Regions from separate parts of the Zea mays genome. Here region 2 is linked to region 1. A link is a contact called in public Hi-C data. All regions are on one chromosome and are shown on one strand. The core of a region is the stretch at or near the end of the contact, and the rest is flanking DNA. Distances in the headings are between cores, read along the strand shown. Region 1 holds the start of LOC100191580. Region 2 has its middle 43 kb from the start of LOC103629418.

What was found. A called contact is a pair of places that touch in the nucleus more often than the background predicts.
Region 2: a Hi-C map of leaf shows a contact between it and region 1, with 4 times the contacts expected there. The contact joins the enhancer-like site here to the promoter of LOC100191580 in region 1. A contact is called at or near these places in 5 of 25 Hi-C or Micro-C datasets (bundle sheath, endosperm and leaf).

The regions. Positions count from the first base shown.
Region 1 is chr6:72,615,783-72,621,823 of Zm-B73-REFERENCE-NAM-5.0, reverse strand. LOC100191580 reads right to left here and starts at 2,886. Exons shown (of 14, transcript NM_001137010.1): 1 at 2,363-2,886; 2 at 2,178-2,263; 3 at 1,310-1,428; 4 at 991-1,101; 5 at 673-771; 6 at 405-527. The coding sequence starts at 2,712.
Region 2 is chr6:72,729,387-72,735,427 of Zm-B73-REFERENCE-NAM-5.0, reverse strand. No RefSeq gene overlaps it. Among protein-coding and RNA genes, the nearest start is that of LOC103629418, 43 kb to the right of the region's middle. Within about 2 kb of position 3,422, at least 9 of the 20 cell types and tissues checked have an H3K27ac peak or open chromatin away from gene starts, as enhancers often do. A contact at or near this core is called in bundle sheath, endosperm and leaf, where this site is marked.

The sequences.
Region 1 (6,041 bases), core at 1,637-4,136:
AACTAGAGAACTTGTTAACCACTAAAACTCCAAAATGCAATGACTTCTATAAATACATGTTAAAAATACTTCCAAGTTTTCTTTAAGCCAAAGTTTTGGAAGTGATAACTTCTTTATTCTGATCATCGACAGACATGACTAAAGTATTGCAAAGCGCAGCATTCCCCAGTAGTGACACCCTCAGGGACCCAGGTTGTTACCATTGCACCAAACAAATAGGTACATAACTTTTACGTATTTGAAGTAGCATGCCTACAACTGTAAAGGACAAATGACATTAACTAATCTCTTGGGATTATTTTATGACACCACATGTAAAAGGATAAATATAGTTGTCATTTTTGTAAAAGTAACATACAAACATTACCAATGTGTGGAAAGAGCAATTTCAATACAATATGTACCTTTTCTAAAGCCTTCACATTTTTGCGCCATTTCCGGCCCTTGTTCCCACTTCTTTCTTCTTGGTGTAGGGCTTCAGCAGCTTTTTTTAACTCCCTGGCCTTCTTTCCCAGTTCAGTTGCTTCCTGCAGGATACATGTTTAACCTCAAGAAACATTGATATCCGAACAATCAATAATTACTATAGCAACAAAAAGATTGATCACAAGAGACACAAGCATCCGTTTTTCCGTTATGATCAAAATGTTGTACATGAGAATGTATGCCCACCTTTATATATTGTGAGCGTGTAATTACAGCTTTTGGACGACGAACAAATGAGAATATAAGTCCCAATGGAAGGCAGGCAATTCCGACACCACCAAATATCTACCAAAAAGAAAAGGTATAGTTAGCAGAATGAAAGAAAAAATTGCAGAACGATTACAGCATGGTTACAGGTTATAGCAGTACTAAATGACAGGTGAGCAGTGTTCTTATTTCACAATCAACTTTCCATATCTAAAAAAAATTTGGCGAATTTGAACAGAGCAATACCTATACACAAAATGTACATAAAACAAACCATTGAGTTGAAAATGAACTCACCGTGAAAAGCACAGATCCAACAATTGTAGTAAGAGCAACCACATATTCAGGGAAGGTAGCACGCATTGTCCAAGTTGTTTGCGAGTTAGCCGGTGCAGTAGAAGCCGCACACTGAAAACACAAGACAGAGGTCAGTTGCAACTAGTCAACAAATCTCTAGGCCTAATTGTTGGATAAAGTGGGGAAGTAGAGAACTAAGGATACTGACAAATTGATGGAGTCAGAGACTAGTGCTCATTCGGCGAAAACATAAAGACAGCAGAAAGAGACTAAAAGTCATCGACAAAGAAAATGGTAATTTCATATTTCAATGACTAACCTGACGAGTCAATGGACTAAAGCAAGGCTGGCCACTTGAGAATCCAGAAAATGAGTTTGGAAATGTCTGGACCGATGAAGATAGGTGCCTCACAGTGAAGTCCACTTTACCAACAAGTCCTGAAGTGCCAAATGGAGATGGAATCAGCCTACTTAGGTAAACACACACACACACCATCACAAGACTGAAAAGGCTTGATATTGCTGGAACTTAGGAACTCAATGATATCCGGTGATCACTTGATGACATAAATTTTTAGCCATAACCATCTCATGTTGTTAATGATCAGTAATTTGAGCAATAGGATCTGTATTAAAGGTAAAAGTAAGGTTACTATCAGGGCAACCCATCCTATACAATTGTAGCTGTCAAAGAAACAGTACATTTTTATCTCATTAGTCATATGACTGTAACACAAGAGGCAAACTATTTTTTTGTTGTGTAAACGAATGCCTATGTAATCTCACAACACATATACACAGCAGAAAGAAATACTCCCTCCGTTTTTTAAATTTGTCGTGTTTTAGTTCAAAAATGAACTAGCGGGCGACAAATACTCGATCGAGAACGGAGGGAGTACAAACTAAGCTCACAAAATCCTTGAGAGGAAGGGTACAGAATTCCAGATCTGAGCAGTTGTGTGGGTGGGGGTGGGGGGCAGAGCTCAAAATTGTCGTGTCGATTCGAACCCAAATGCAACACTGGAACCCACGACAAGGTTCGGGCAACAGATGCCACTTTTTTTAACTGAACTACACTAAAATGGTAGTAGTATTCAGAATCTCACTCCAATCCTGTAGAAATCATAAGAGCATCCTGAGTGGGGGTGAGAGAGGAATGGGGGAAGCATGGATTGATCCGCGCGCACCGTATAGAATGCCGAGGACGAGGCCGCACACCACCGCGGACGCGACGACCCAGATGAGCGCAGTCCTGAGCCTCTTCCCGACGGACCTGCAGGGAAGGCAGATCCAAATCAGCAGCGGGAATGAAGAAGAACGGATGGAAACGCAGGCAAGGGGGGAGGGGGGAAGCGGCGAGGGGGGAAGTTACTTGTCCTGGTCGCCCTCGTAGTAGAACATGGCGAAGGGGATGACGAGGAAGACGAGGACGGCGTCTACGATGTAGACGACGAGCCAGAGCGTCCTCATGGGGAGCGTGAGACTGCAGGCGCCGTTGTAGACGGCCTTGCGGCAGGCCTGGCGATTGGCGACGTCGGCAGGGAGCATGAGGATTGAGAGGACGGCGACGGTGAGGCCGAGCACGACGACGAGCTTGGGGAAGTAGGCCTGGTTGACGTCGTCGGGGTGCTGGTAGTTGACGAGCAGGTAGACGCTGACGAGCAGCACCAGCACGCTGACCACCGCCGCCACGATCACCAGCGCGACGTTGAAGTCCCCCATCGGGGTGGCCGCCGCCGGATCTCGCGCCCTTCCTCCTAGTCTCCAACTCCCACTAGGGTTTGGGCAGTCCCCCTCGCTCCGGCGGCGCCAGCGGCGCGGGGGGAGGGGAGCACCACCGGCGAGCGGGATCTGGGCAGGACGGCAGCGGTGGGTGCAAGAAGGGAGGCAGGTAGCTGCGGGCTACCAGCAGCGCGTGAGGGTAGAGGTGGGGTGCGGTGGGTAGTGGGTTGACGACGTCGAGGGGGGAAAGGGACGGGGGCGACTGGGAGAGGCAGAGGAAGGAGGCTGGAGGCCAACAGCGTGGGCTAGGCTGGCGCCGGCTCGGGCGGTTTGGTCGGGGTGGGGGCGGCTTTGGTTGGGTTCTCTTTTCGGCGGGCGGAGTGTTTTTCCTTCGGAGCGCTGTGCGTTCCGGACTCATGGGCCGAGACCGAATGGCCCACGATCAGCACTTGAAGGACGATAGCCCAACCACTGCCGAAGAGGCGCTGGCAGGCCTAATCCAACGGTTGCAGAAATTTGGTCCGTCGCTTCCTGTCCGTGGCCGTCGCTGCTGGTCTACGCCGGGACGTGAGCACGACAAGGACATCGCTGCGGTCGTCTCGTCGCTGTAGAAAAACAATCACACGCGAACACGGTGAGTATTTCTGTTACCAATTCATTTCTCCCTTTCTCCATACGAATGCAGTCGTACTTATAGACACTTACAAAGGCCGGCCCACAACGGTCTCGGTTCTAAGTGTTGAGAACCATTGATAGTCGCCTAGAGGGGGTGAATAGGGCGAAACTGAAATTTATAAATATAAACACAACTACAAGCCGGGTTAGCGTTAGAAATATAAACTAGTCCGCGAGAGAGGGTGAAAAACAAATCGCAAGCAAATGAAGAGTGTGACACGTGGATTTGTTTTACCGAGGTTCGGTTCTTGCAAACCTACTCCCCGTTGAGGAGGCCACAAAGGCCGGGTCTCTTTCAACTCTTCCCTCTCTCAAACGGTCCCTCGGACCGAGTGAGCTTCTCTTCTCAAATCAAACCGGGAACAAAACTTTCCCGCAAGGGCCACCACACACTTGGTGCCTCTTGCCTCGATTATAATGGAGTTTTGATCACAAGAACAAGTGAGAAAGAAAAGAAGCAATCCAAGCGCAAGAGCTCAAAAAGAACACGGCAAATCTCTCTCGCTAGTCACTAAAGCCTTGAGTGGAATTGGAGAGGATTTGATCTCTTTGGTGTGTCTAGAATTGAATGCCTAGCTCTTGTAAGTGGTTGAGAAGTGGAAAACTTTGATGCCATGAATGGTGGGGTGGTTGGGGTATTTATAGCCCCAACCACCAAAAGTGGCCGTTGGGAGGTTGTCTGTTCGATGGCGCACCGGACAGTCCGGTGCACACCGGACATGTCCGGTGCCCCCGCCACGTCATCACTGCCGTTGGATTCTGACCGTTGGAGCTTCTGACTTGTGGGCCCGCCTGGATGTCCGGTGCACACCGGACATGCACTGTTCCCTGTCCGGTGCGCCAGTATGGGCGACTCTGACTTCTGCGCGCGCTGCGCGCGCAATAAATGCATCGCAGGTAGCCGTTGGCGCCGGATAGCCGTTGCTTCGGAGTTGCACCGGACAGTCTGGTGCACACCGGACATGTCCGGTGAATTATAGCGGACTAGCCGTTGGAGATTCCCGAAGCTGGCGAGTTCCTGAGGCCGCTTCTCCTTGGCACACCGGACACTGTCCGGTGTACACCGGACAGTCCGGTGAATTATAGCGCGAGTGCCTCTGAAAATTCCCGAAGGTGGCGAGTTCGAGTTGGAGTCCTCTGGTGCACCGGACATGTCCGGTGGTGCACCGGACACTGTCCGGTGGCACACCGGACAGTCCGGTGCGCCAGACCAGAGGTGTCTTTGGATGACCCTTTGCTCCTTTGTTGAATCCAAAACTTGATCTTTTTATTGGCTGAGTGTGAACCTTTTACACCTGTATAATCTATACACTTGGGCAAACTAGTTAGTCCAATAATTTGTGTTGGGCAATTCAACCACCAAAATTAATTAGGGACTAGGTGTAAGCCTAATTCCCTTTCAATCTCCCCCTTTTTGGTGATTGATGCCAACACAAACCAAAGCAAATGTAGAAGTGCATAGTTGAACTAGTTTGCATAATGTAAGTGGAAAGGTTGCTTGGAATTGAGCCAATATAAATACTTACAAGATATGCATGGATTGTTTCTTATTTATAACATTTTGGACCACGCTTGCACCACAGGTTTTGTTTTTGCAAACTCTTTTGTAAATCCTTTTCAAGGTTCTTTTGCAAATAGTCAAAGGTAAATGAATAAGATTTTGTAAAGCATTTTCAAGATTTAAAATTTTCTCCCCCTGTTTCAAATGCTTTTCCTTTGACTAAAACAAAACTCCCCCTAAATGAGATCCACCTCTTAGTGTTCAAGAGGGTTTTGATATATCATTTTTGAAATACTACTTTCTCCCCCTTTTGAACACAAAAGGAAAACCAATTGATAATATTCTTTGGAAAACACGAATTTTTTGAAATTGGTGGTGGTGCGGTCCTTTTGCTTTGGGCTCATACTCTCTCCCCCTTTGGCATGAATCGCCAAAAACGGAATCATTAGAGCCCTCGAAGTACATTCTCCCTCTTTGGTCAAAACAAATGAGTGAAGATTATACCAAAGATGGAGTCCTTTTGCTTGGTGCTCATGCTTTCTCCCCCAAGAATGGAGAGTTGCTTGGAGTGACGGCGAAGGATGAGTTACGTAGTGGAAGCCTTTGTCTTTGCCGAAGACTCCAATTCCCTTTCAATATACCTATGACTTGGTTTGAAATAGACTTGAAAACACATTAGTCATAGCATAGAAAAGAGATATGATCAAAGGTACATAAATGAGCTATGTGTGCAATTTTAACAAAAGAAGTTCCTAGAATCAAGAATGTTTAGCTCATGCCTAAGTTTGTTAAAAGATTGTTCATCAAGAGGCTTGGTAAAGATATCGGCTAATTGATCTTTAGTATTAATGTAAGAAATCTCGATATCTCCCTTTTGTTGGTGATCCCTCAAAAAGTGATATCGGATGGCTATGTGTTTAGTGCGGCTATGCTCGACGGGATTGTCGGCCATTTTGATTGCACTCTCATTATCACATAGCAAAGGGACTTTGGTTAATTTGTAACCGTAGTCCCGCAGGGTTTGCCTCATCCAAAGCAATTGCGCGCAACAATGGCCTGCAGCAATGTACTCGGCTTCGGTGGTGGAAAGAGCGACCGAATTTTGCTTCTTTGAAGCCCAAGACACCAAGGATCTTCCCAAGAACTGGCAAGT
Region 2 (6,041 bases), core at 2,173-4,672, 110 kb before region 1:
TATAATGTGCCAAGTTCGAAGATGACTACTATATTGTACTCTTTCCAATATATACACGTCGTTGTTGTCACCTGGTGAACGATGACGATTTCTAATTGTTTATTTGATTCGTGCGTTTTCATCCTTGGAAAGCGGATAACCTAGATAGTGACACAAAATCTACTACCACCACACGTGTAACGTGTTATTATCCCCCACCCCCTCCTTCATGTTGTCTCGAGGAGCTCCGCTATCTCATCTTATGTCTTATCCTCTATTTTAAATTTTATCGTACAAACAGTGTCATTTATAGTATCGTGTCCCTTATTTTACACGATCTACCGAAGATAGCCTGATAGAGTGATCCTCGCTCAAATTAATTAAACAACTCATATTGGTCAAAGTGCGTCCTAGGACATATATAATCTCATTTAATATATGGTCTTTTGAAAAGTCTTTAGGAAGTTAACTGAAAAAATAAAGAGACAGAGGATTTTGTATCGTTTGGTCTCTTAGAACAAGTTTAATAATACAGGCTTTATGACGTTGTCATATTATATGTAGCCAACTAAAGTCTAGTCATACAATAACACAAGTTGTATTTTAAATATTTGGCTCATTTTTTGCTCATACAATTGTCTTAGAGTTCGTGAGCATCTGCTTCCAGTTAGCTACTAGTGAGCAGCTCGCTTTCATTCTCTCTCAATTTATCTTTCTTGCACATGACCATAAATATGATGTGGCATATCTTGCAGTCCGGCTACATCACCTTGTTATACCTGCTTATACTTAAAAACCAATCCAAGGGGTCAAGCTTGGACATGCCCTAAGGCTATTTCCGGTGCACGGTTTTTTTTTTAAAATGTCACATCAAGTTTTACCTATAAAATTGTGTATTCTTAGTTTTATCTAGACTAAAACCTCTCATCCATGGTGAAACTCTCTCCATCTATCTTCTTATTAGATTTTGACATGTGATCACACTTGCTTATGTGGCAAAATATTTAATGAAGATAAAACTCAAATAAAACAGAATTGCCTAAGAAATGAAAAGAAAAAGGAATCGCTGCCAAAACGGCTGGAAAGAGCACGCCACAGCTAGCTCAGAACATCACCGACTGGGTTTACAAAACCGTTTTAAGTAAAAAAATTGTTACCCACCGGTTATGGTTTACCGTCGGTAAACCGATGAAAACCCGTAAAAACAACCGGTTTGTACAATCCAACTAAATTTAAATTCGTACTGGTTTAGCGACGAAAAACCAGCGGTAAACCACCGATTTTCCATGAAAATGAACCAATTTTTGTTGTTTTTTACAGAAAAATGCTAAATTTGACAGAATTTATTTGTAATTTGCTCAATTCACATTGCACAGTAAATATTAATTGATCCACACGACATATATTCATAAAAATAATATACAACATACATATGCAACCACAAACTTCAGTTCTCATGCAACAAACAACCAACAAACTTCGCAAGCTCTCCAACGACACATAGGTCGACTTGTTTCACAATACTCATATATTCGGCTTGAGTCATAGTTATAGTACCTAGGCATGTTGGAAAGATCGTGATATGGTTCCAATATATCATAGTGATAGTGATATTTCTATACAAAAGATATGAGATATATTAGCGAGAAAAACAAGAACGAGAAATAAATACTTATTGACGAAGCAAAAATAACATACTGGTGCAGCGGGAACATGTCCATACCCATACTGTGGTCCTGGTTGATACATATTTGAATATGGCGGTGGAGGGGGTCCATAGTTTCCATACCCATACATGATCGATGGTTGTACTTTGCCTGGTGGTCCCTGTCCCGGTTACCATTGCCATGCAAAACAGTTATAGATTGAGTTTTGACCAGGCGCATAGTTAGAAGAACTAGAGCTACTTGAGCTACGGATTCCATCTTGGACAGGAAATAAAACCGAACGACGTCGACCGCTTATTGTTTATTGTTGTGAATGAGGCGTATCATGGTAAGAATCTTGAAACAATAACTAAACCATAAACTATTGGACATTCACATTTAACAATAACTAAACCATAACATATTTACCAATAACTAATCCTTAAACCATAAGACATCACATATATAACAATACTAACTCATCTTTACATATAACATATAACATCTTCATATATATCATATAACATCTTCACATATAGCACTTAACTGGGCAAAAAATAACATTTAACAGTAAATCATCTTTACATATAGCATGTAACATTTTCACATATAACATATAACAGTAAACAAGACTAATATGTCTAAGCTGACCACTAAATGCCTAAATTGGAACTCAATCTTGGCATCGAATCCGGTTTCTCGCAAAAAATGGTGGTTTACCGGTCCAAAAAACGGTTTACCGGCAGTTTTCGTTTTTTATGAATTTTTTGAAATTTTTTAAATGTGGAGCGGTTTTTGACGGTTTTTGTGTTTCCCTTTATTATGTAGGTAGAGGTTCGGTTTTTTTAATATATATATATATATATATATATATATATATATATATATATATATATATATATATATATATATATATATATAATTTCCTTAATTCCCTGAACGTAGAAATGTCATGAAAAACTTCACACGAACCAGCAATTTCCATATATAGCAAACGTAGAAAGTACTAGGGGGCCGGCCGGGGTCGCATTCTAAAAAGGAGGCAACCAAACTTTCAGAGACAAACAAATCCGTGATGCCTACAAAAAATCTCGCCAAAACCATCTATAGCCATACATCCAAGCCCCTGAAAAAATCTTGAGAAACATTTTATGACGGTTGACGGGAACGGAAGCTAGCAGCAACGACGACGCAGACGTTTTTTTATTACAAAAGCAGCAGCCTTAAACTTTCAAGGTGAGCGACGAAGACGATTCGTAATCGTTTACAAAAGCTGGTCTGTTGTCTTGTCTATAGTGTTGCACGCGCAATCAATGACACGCGAAATCAATCTACTACAGCCACACGTGTTATTATCTTTTCCCTTCTAGTCGCTGCCAAAACGGTTGGGAAGACGTACAGTACACCCCAGCTAGCTCAGCATCATCACCAGCTAGCTCAGCATCATCGACCGCCAGGCGGCATCATAACTTTTGCTGTAAAAAAATGAACGGGTTTGGTTTCGGGTGTTTTGGCTCATGATGATTTCAACTCTCAAGACCATTTCCGTGTCTTTCTTTACCGCTTTAAAGCATGAGTTTCATGGGTCACGTGAAGCATATATATACATTTAACAACCATATAAAATAAATCTTACATATTGCATGATCAAATAAGGTAAGCCATAAACCACTAACTTTCCATCTCTTTCCCTGCCTCCGTCTCACTCACTCGGATTCTTCCGCACCACCGTAGAGGACATCGACCTTCCCTCATCAGCAAGCGTCTTGAACCGCTGCCGCTACTCTCCGCCACCATGCGTCTCTGTAGGCAGCGGGGCAGACAGCTGAGTGAGAGGAAGATGAGGCGCCGACGCAATGATGTGTGGCTGAACAACCGAGGGAGAGGAGGCTCTCTGGATCCTGAGTTTAGTTTTGTATTGTTTTGTAGGCAAATGATTTGTGATTAATAGTTTTCATGTAATCATTGTACGCTAATATTTTATCGAATGTTTATGGGATGCCGCAACGCACTGGCATTGTACTGGTATACATTGATAGATTAATTTGACCCTCTCAATGTTGCCTAAGTCCCTAGAAAGCCAACCCGAGACTCTACCTCTATGATGTGTGAGATCATAATCTACTGAATATGTAAACCACTAGCCATACCTTCTTTATTTGCGTTGAGGGCGGCGGTGGCGATAGCGGATGCTTCTTGCCGGTGCGCCATCTCCTCCTCCACTTTGGCGTGCTCCACCATCTTGTCGCATGCCTGCTCCGATTGTTTCCTTTTCGTGATTAGAGGGACAACAAGGGCTTCTCAGTGCCTAGCCCTGTGGGGTGGTAAGCTCTGTGGAAACCATGGCTATTGGCTATGGTGTTTATGGTCGCTGGGAAGGCGCAAGGTGATCGAGACCTAGGATGAATGTGGTGGCTAGGGTAGCAGGCGTCTGAACATGTTGGAGTTCACGCTGATCCTAAATCTCCTTTATATAGCGACATCCCATGACCAGGAGCCACAACTGATAGAAGCGGCTTGTGCCCCTGATTAGGGTGCTTGTTACCGCATAGGGGACATGGGAAAGTCCTCCCTGTTTTTTCTCCATTTTTGTTACAGAGAGGACATTTCCAACATCAACCCCTTTGTTCTCTAGGTTTCTTATTCATTAACTTTTCTAGGTTCCACATCTTGACAAGTCCACACATCAAGACCAATGTGTAACTGTCGGGGACCATAATTAGGGGTACCCCCAAGACTCCTAATCTCAGCTGGTAACCCCCATCAGCACAAAGCTGCAAAGGCCTGATGGCTGCGATTAAGTCAAGGCTCGGTCCACTCAAGGGACACGATCTCGCCTCGCCCGAGCCCAGCCTCGGGCAAGGGCAGCCGACCCCGGAGGATTCACGTCTCGCCCGAGGGCCACCTCAAGCAACGGACACACCTTCGGCTCGCCCGAGGCCCAGTCTTCGCCAAGAAGCAACCTTGGCCTGATCGCCACGCCGACCGACCGTATCGCAGGAGCATTTAATGCAAAGGTGGCCTGACACCTTTATCCTGACGCGCGCCCTTTAGTCAACAGAGTCGAAGTGACCGCAGTCACTTCGCCGCTCCTCTGACCGGCCTGACAAAAGGACAGCGCCGCCTGCGCCGCTCCGACTGCTGCGCCACTCGGCAGAGTGTGGCTGACAGCAACCAAGTCCGGCCTCGAGCGCCATAGGAAGCTCCGCCTCGCCCGACCCCAGGGCTCGGACTCGGGCTCAGCCCCGGAAGACGACGAACTCCGCCTCGCCCGACCCCAGGGCTCGGACTCGGGCTCAGCCCCGGAAGACGACGAACTCCGCCTCGCCCGACCCTAGGGCTCGGACTCGGGCTCAGCCCCGGAAGACGACGAACTCTGCCTCGCCCGACCCCAGGGCTCGGACTCAGCCCTGGCCTCAGCCGACGGTCTCTGCCTCGCCCGACCCAGGGGCTTGGACTCGACCTCGGCCTCGGAAGACAGACTCGACCTCGACCTCGGAGGAGCCTCCGCCTCGCCCAACCCAGGGCTCGGACCGACCACATCATAGGAGGGGCCATCATTACCCTACCCCTAGCTAGCTCTGGCTACGGGGAACAAGACCGGCGTCCCATCTGGCTCGCCCCGGTAAACAAGTAATGATGGCGCCCCGCATGCTCCATGACGATGGCGGCTCTCAGCCCCCTTACGAAAGCAAGGAGACGTCAGCAATGACTCGATAGCCCCGACAGCTGTCCTTCCGCCAGGCCCCAGCGCTCCTCCGATGGCCACGACATCACACGAACAGGGTGCCAAAACCTCTCCGGCTACCACGACGGCATGTACTTAGGGCACTAGCTCTTCTCCGCTAGACTCGTTAGCGCACTTGTCGGGGACCATAATTAGGGGTACCCTCAAGACGCCTAATTCTCAGCTGGTAACCCCCATCAGCATAAAGCTGCAGAGGCCTGATGGGTGCGATTAAGTCAGGGATCAGTCCATACGAGTGACTCGATCACGCTTCACCCGAGCCTAGCCTCGGACTCGGGCAGCCGACCTCGAGGGACTTCCGTCTCACCTGAGGCCCCCCTTTTAACGGCGGACACATCTCCGGCTCGCCCGAGGCCTTGGCTTCGCTAAGAAGCAACCCTGACTAAATCGCCGCACCGACTGACCGAGTTGCAGGGGCATTTAACGCAAAGGTGGCCTGACACCTCTATCCTGACGCGCGCCCCCCGGCAGAGCCGAAGTGACCACCGTCACTCCGCTGCTCCACTGACCGGTCTGACAGAAGGACAGCGCCGCCTGCGCCACTCCGACTGCAGTGCCACTCGATAGAGTGAGTCTGACAGGCAGTCAGGCCTCGCCAGGGGCGCCATAGGGAACTCCGCTCCGCCCGACCCCAGGGCTCGGACTCGGGCTAAGACCCGGAAGACGGC